Linked DNA regions of Mus musculus: region 2 is linked to region 1. Evidence: chromatin contacts called from public ChIA-PET data. All regions are on one chromosome and are shown on one strand. Each heading gives the region's core, a stretch centred on a gene start, on an enhancer-like site or on the middle of the called end of the contact. The rest is flanking DNA. Distances are from core to core; before and after follow the strand shown.

Evidence for each region. ChIA-PET counts read pairs in DNA pulled down with a chosen protein or histone mark.
Region 2: an RNA polymerase II ChIA-PET map of memory CD8 T cells shows a contact between it and region 1, with 6 read pairs. The contact joins two enhancer-like sites. A contact is called at or near these places in 4 of 39 promoter capture datasets (the C10 cell line, cranial neural crest, frontonasal cranial neural crest and 1 more), 1 of 15 datasets of contacts at CTCF or cohesin (the NIH/3T3 cell line), 2 of 115 datasets of contacts at active chromatin or transcription factors (fetal liver and memory CD8 T cells) and 2 of 9 other capture datasets (embryonic stem cells and liver).

Annotation. Positions count from the first base shown.
Region 1 is chr5:105,441,638-105,445,007 of GRCm38.p6, forward strand. The region is part of intron 1 of Lrrc8b (leucine rich repeat containing 8 family, member B); the gene reads left to right. Among named protein-coding and RNA genes, the nearest start is that of Lrrc8b, 28 kb to the left of the region's middle. Within about 2 kb of position 1,649, at least 92 of the 459 cell types and tissues checked have an H3K27ac peak or open chromatin away from gene starts, as enhancers often do. A contact at or near this core is called in memory CD8 T cells, where this site is marked.
Region 2 is chr5:105,838,526-105,841,895 of GRCm38.p6, forward strand. No RefSeq gene overlaps it. Among named protein-coding and RNA genes, the nearest start is that of Zfp326, 36 kb to the right of the region's middle. Within about 2 kb of position 1,591, at least 11 of the 459 cell types and tissues checked have an H3K27ac peak or open chromatin away from gene starts, as enhancers often do. A contact at or near this core is called in memory CD8 T cells, where this site is marked.

The DNA of each region.
Region 1 (3,370 bases), core at 399-2,898:
GTAGTTTGTAGAGTGATATTTCGTTGGTAAATCCAGATCTCTCCTCTCCTCTCCTCTTCTCTCTCTCTCTCTCTCTCTCTCTCTCTCTCTCTCTCTCTCTCTCTCTCGGAACGTGATGAGATCTCAAGTCCCTTGAGGATTCAGTGGTGTCTGGCATGATTCAGTAGATGTTTGCCAGCCGATTTTAAGTGATCCATTGGCTTTGGCAAAGCAGAATGTAACACTGAGAAGCAAAGCCTCCGAGAGTGTCCAATGCAGAATGATAACCACTTCATTAGATCAGCCTGCAGCTTTATCTGAAGAGGGGATCACGTGTTGAATCTCGAATTTTAATTTCATTATTTAATACAACAGGAATGTTTGGGGGCGCCTCGGCAATGCTAGCAATCCCGTTTGTCGATCCTCAGTTCACCCACTTCTGACCTGATAGAAAACATGGCATTACCCTTATATCCCCCCTGGTTTGTTTGTTGGCTATGAACACCATCCAATCTTCACCATTTTTCTTTGCACCCCCCCCCTTTTTTTTTTCCTTTTGAGAGTATTCTCCTCCTGTGTTCAGGACCAAAGCAATAGATGATGTTGTTGTTGTTGTTGTTGTTGTTGTTGTTGTTGTCTCCCTATACAACTAACCATTTCTGCATATACAGGGAATGGTATACCTCACTTTCAGAGGTGTTTTCAGAGACACGATCACAGTGGATTATGACAGTTTCCTGAAGGGGAACGGCAGCAGCTGTTCTGTCCTTATGGGTAGGCTCAGAGGACCCACCCAATATACACAGCAGAGCACAGAAGAGACACAGACAGGCCCCTGAGCTCTGTTGTCCCTTTCCCACCCCACCATACAGTCTGCCTACCCAGATGGCATTCAGTTTCCCAAGACATTTTTCACACAAGGAATTTAGTCAGTGATTATATCAGCAAACTTTACAAAAACTAATTGTCCATGGGGCTCTTCCCTACTAATAATTAGGTCTTGACATATATATATATACATACATACACACACACATATACATACACACATATATATGTGTGTGTGTATGTGTGTGTGTGTGTGTGTGTATAGGTATATATATATATGAATGATCAGAGAGGTTTCCTGCCATGGGATCTGGAAAGGGGAGTTTGCAGCGCTAGAGTAATTGTGGGTGACATCATCTGCTCAGGATCTGCTGGAAAACATGTGGGTGTGGCCAGGCAGGGGCCGATCCTTTTTAGACCTACAAGAAAAGCACATGCAGGACCCTTGCTTTTTCCTATTTTATCATGTTATAAATCTTCCTAGTACAGTTTTTGTTTTTGTTTTTTTTTTTTGTTTTTTTAGTTTTTTAGTTTTTTTTCCGAGGCAGGGTTTCTCTGTATAGCCCAGGCTGTCCTGGAACTCACTCTGTAGACCAGGCTGGTCTGGAACTCAGAAATCCACCTGCCTCTGCCTCCCAAGTGCTGGGATTAAAGGTGTGCGCCACCACCTAGTATGGTTTTTAAAAGAAAAACAAAATAAAGTTTACAATAAAAAAAAAAAATGGTTGGTTGGACCTTGGAGCTTTGCTTAAATGTAGTAAGCTTAGGGTGGGGTCATGGCCCAGCATGCACCTTCCAGGCTGAAGGTCACAGCTGTACTGTCTGCCCTTGCCCCTCCACACCCGATGCTCTGTGGTGGTTGCTAAAGGGCAAACATAATGGACGGCTTTTGCAAACTCCCATCATAGCCCATCTTCTTCAGCTTAGAATTCATTGGCAGCTTAAGCTCATGGGCTCCAGCGTGGATATAGTTTTCTACTTCCAACTTCCCCCTTCTGCTCCTTTGCAAACTGTTTTTCTTCAAGATAAAAGCACAGCTAAAATTTCCTGGTGAAATGGAGATGAACGTGAGTGAGGGCATCTCATTTAGCCCCCCAGAAGCAGTGACAGCAGGCTGTTTATAACAGGAAGCCGCGCACAGCCAGCTCAAGGGCCTCCCGCCTTGGTGTGGTTTCCCAGCATTCCCCTGTTTCCTGCTTGACTCTTCTACCTCAGAGAGAGAGGGGAGAGGACAGAGAGTCAGAGGACAGCTGGTGAGAGTCAAGGATTATTAGTTCTTTCAGTGTGAATTGAGGGTATTAATGCCGACGTGCTCATGCTTATCAAAATAATCTCCTAAGGGGCTGGAGAGACGGCTCAGCAGTTAAGAGCACTGACTGCTCTTCCAAAGGTCCTGAGTTCAAATGTGAGCAACCACATGGTGGCTCACAACCATCCATAATGAGATCTGATACCCTCTTCTGGTATGTCTGAAGACAGCTACAGTGTACTTACATATAATAATAAATAAATCTTTACAAAAATACCTAAGCTTTTGGGAATTTTGCAAGCCGCTTGTTAAATGGTCATTAAAACAAAAGAAAACAAAAAACAAAAAACTAAGTTATAGGGACAGCTCATTGATTAAGACCTCTAGCTGTTCTTCCAGAGGACCCAGGTTCAATTCCTAGCACCCACATGGCAGCTCACAACCATCCCTAATTCCAGTACCAGGAAATGCATTGACTACTTCTGTCCTTGGGCACACGGTGCACATATACATAAAATAAAATAAACTATGCTCAGTGTTTCTGCAGAGTTGAGGTGTTGTATAAGGTTGACACATTTGTTATATGTGCATCTCAATTGCACTTATGTTTGTTGGCTTGACATTACCCTTAGTGGGAATATTTATACCATGGAATATAGCAAAGTCTCTGAAGCCTAGCCCCCTCCGCCCCACTTTTCCAGAAGATTGTTAAATATTTATAGGAAACCATCAGGTATATTTATGATATTTTGGTTATATTTTTCAGGTGTCTACTTAGGAGACATTGAAATATAAGCCATGTCTAGAATGTGACTCAGATGACTCAGAGAGGGTGGGCATTGTGATTATGATGTTGTTGGTCGGCATGTGGGCTCTGGTATGCTCACTCTGCTTTTGTGTGTGGTTGGAATTTCCCATAATAAAAAGTTAAAACACTAATTAAGGTTGCTACACTATAAACAAACAAGCTGTGTGTCCTCAGTGGTCAGGCACAGGATTCTGGCCCAGCACTTGGCTGGCCCTTAATTCTTACTAGCAAATCCCTTTAGTGTAAAACTCTTCTCAAATTTTGGAGCCCGTATTCTGTGTCATGCAGATCATTGACTTTAAAGACCTTTTTCTCATTAAGTAGCATCAAGAAGTCACCGTGCAGTTTACGGTAGACATGAAAGCAAAGGATCCTGATACAGCGTTCCCAGAGCTTTCCTTACGGGTGGGGTAGGGGTGGGGACACATGCGCTTGCTGGATGGCAGGTCCTGCTTGCAAAGCCATTTGTACAAATAGGAAGAATGAGCCACATTATTGCTCAGCAG
Region 2 (3,370 bases), core at 341-2,840, 400 kb after region 1:
GCTCTCACTGTCCTGTGTGCTCCCACTCTCCTGTGTGCTCCCACTGACCCGTGTGTTCCCACTGACCCGTGTGTTCCCACTGTCCTGTGTGCTCCCACTGTCCTGTGTGCTCCCACTGACCCGTGTGCTCCTACTGATCCATGTGTTCCGACTCTCTATGTGCTCCCATTCTCCTGTGTGCTCCCACTGTCCTGTGTGCCCCCACTGTCCTGTGTGCTCCCACTCTCCTGTGTGCTCTCACTGTCCCGTGTGCTCCCACTCTCCTGTGTGCTCCCACTGACCCGTGTGTTCCCACTGACCCGTGTGTTCCCACTGTCCTGTGTGCTCCCACTGACCCGTGTGTTCCCACTGTCCTGTGTGCTCCCATTGTCCTGTATGTTCCCACTGTCCTGTGTGCTCCCACTGTCCTGTGTGCTCCCACTGACCTGTGTGTTCCCACTGTCCTGTGTGCTCCCACTGTCCTGTGTGCTCCCACTGTCCTGTGTGCTCCCACTGACCCGTGTGTTCCCACTGTCCTGTGTGCTTTGAAGTTCAGTCCCTGACAAGAAGATTAGCTATCATTCTATGTGGTCCAGCTGTCCTATTTCTAAGTATATAGTGTTTCTAAGTATATAGTGTGTTCTAAGTATATAGTATTTCTAAGTATATAGTGTGTTCTAAGTATATAGTATTTCTAAGTATATAGTGTATAAAAATTTGTTTTTGTTTCCCATAAAAACTATTTTACTTCATGTGTGTGGGTGTTTTGTCTGATGTCTGTCAGTGTGCCACTTCTACACCTGGTGCTAGTAGAGGCCAAGAGGGTGTCAGAGTGTCTGGAACTGGAATTGCTTCCATGTGCTCGCTAGGAATCAAACTTGGGTCCTCCAGAGTTGCAGGTAGTGCTCTTCACTGCCGAGCCATCTCTACAGCATTGTGTGTGTGAGTGTGTGTGTCCTCCTTTGCTTATTCTTTTAAGCAGGGTCTCTCCCTGAACCTAGAGTTGCATTGTAGGCTGAAAACCAGCAAGTTCCCCCTTTCTCCACTGCTTTTAGGGTTGTATAGGTATATACAATATGCCTGGCTAGTGTGTTGGAATATGAACTCTGGGTCTCAAAATTGCTCAGCAAGTTCTCCTAACTGTGGAACCATTTCTCTAGCTCCTAAGTATATACTTAACAGAAACGAAAACCTATGTTTATAAAACTTTTAGTCCAGATGAACAGGTAATGCACAATGCTGTCGGTCCCTCTAGCAAAGTATCATTAAGTAGGAAGAAGAAATGAGGCACTGCTAGCATGCCACAGCGTGCATGCGTGATTTTTAGAACACAGTACTTTAAAAAAAGATGCTGCTTGTGTGGTGGTTTGAGGGAGAAAGGTCCCGCATGATCTCAGATATTTGAATACTTGGTTCCCAGTCGGTGGGTGGCGCTGTTTCGTGGAGGGTCTGGCCGTGAGGTCTGGCTGGAGGAAGCATGACACCAGCCAGACTCAGGCTGTGAGATGGAAAAGCAGTCTTGCCTGCTTTCAGTTTGCTCTCTCTGCTACATGCTTGTGGTTGAGGTGTGAGCACTCAGCTTCCAGATCCAGCTGTTATGATGCCTTGCTATGATGCCTCTCACCGCCCCCACAAATGACTCCACCCTCTGGAACTGCAAGCTCAAGTGACCTCCTCCTTCTGTACGTTTCCTTGCTTGTGGTGGTTTATCACAGCAACAGAAAAGTAGCTGACAGATAAAAACCACCAACGCGTGCGTGTGGCTTTTGTTTTGTGTTGTTTTGTTCCTTTTTGTTTTGTTTTGTTTTCTCGTACACACCATTCAGAACAGAATTTCTGACACTAGGTATCTGTGTGGGAGGTTTCCAACACCAACCTGTTCTATGATTTAACTCGGTAGCGTCGGCCCTCACAGGCTGAAGGCTCAGATCTGCAGAAACGCTCCTTGCCTTCCCGTTAGATTTTAATTGCAAGCCTCAGGTTGTAGCTTGTACTTCTGACTGAGTAGCTCTTACTCAGGGCTCCTGTGGTCTCCCCTCGTGTCAGCTTGCTAAAGTGGTGGGTGGATTTCAGGGACACACCGAGTTGAGATTGAGATACTCATCATAGAGCTATAGAAAAGACGCAGAGCATCATCCATCCTGACCAAGTAGGTTTTATTCCAGGGATGCAGGGATGGTTTAATATACGAAAATCCATCAATGTAATCCATTATATAAACAAACTCAAAGACAAAAACCACATGATCATCTCGTTAGATGCAGAAAAAGCATTTGACAAGATCCAACACCCATTCATGATAAAAGTTCTGGAAAGATCAGGAATTCAAGGCCAATACCTAAACATGATAAAAGCAATCTACAGCAAACCAGTAGCCAACATCAAAGTAAATGGAGAGAAGCTGGAAGCAATCCCACTAAAATCAGGGACTAGACAAGGCTGCCCACTTTCTCCCTACCTTTTCAACATAGTACTTGAAGTATTAGCCAGAGCAATTCGACAACAAAAGGAGATCAAGGGGATACAAATTGGAAAAGAGGAAGTCAAAATATCACTTTTTGCAGATGATATGATAGTATATATAAGTGACCCTAAAAATTCCAACAGAGAACTCCTAAACCTGATAAACAGCTTCGGTGAAGTAGCTGGATATAAAATAAACTCAAACAAGTCAATGGCCTTTCTCTACACAAAGAATAAACAGGCTGAGAAAGAAATTAGGGAAACAACACCCTTCTCAATAGCCACAAATAATATAAAATATCTCGGCGTGACTCTAACGAAGGAAGTGAAAGATCTGTATGATAAAAACTTCAAGTCCCTGAAGAAAGAAATTAAAGAAGATCTCAGAAGATGGAAAGATCTCCCATGCTCATGGATTGGCAGGACCAACATTGTAAAAATGGCTATCTTGCCAAAAGCAATCTACAGATTCAATGCAATCCCCATTAAAATTCCAACTCAATTCTTCAACGAATTAGAAGGAGCAATTAGCAAATTCATCTGGAATAACAAAAAACCGAGGATAGCAAAAACTCTTCTCAAGGATAAAAGAACCTCTGGTGGAATCACCATGCCTGACCTAAAGCTTTACTACAGAGCAATTGTGATAAAAACTGCATGGTACTGGTATAGAGACAGACAAGTGGACCAATGGAATAGAATTGAAGACCCAGAAATGAACCCACACACCTATGGTCACTTGATCTTCGACAAGGGAGCCAAAACCATCCAGTGGAAGAAAGACAGCATTTTCAACAATTGGTGCTGGCACAACTGGTTGTTATCATGTAGAAGAATGCGAATCGATCCATACTTATCTCCTTGTACTAAGGTCAAATCTAAGTGGATCAAGGAACTTCACATAAAACCAGAGACACTGAAACTTATA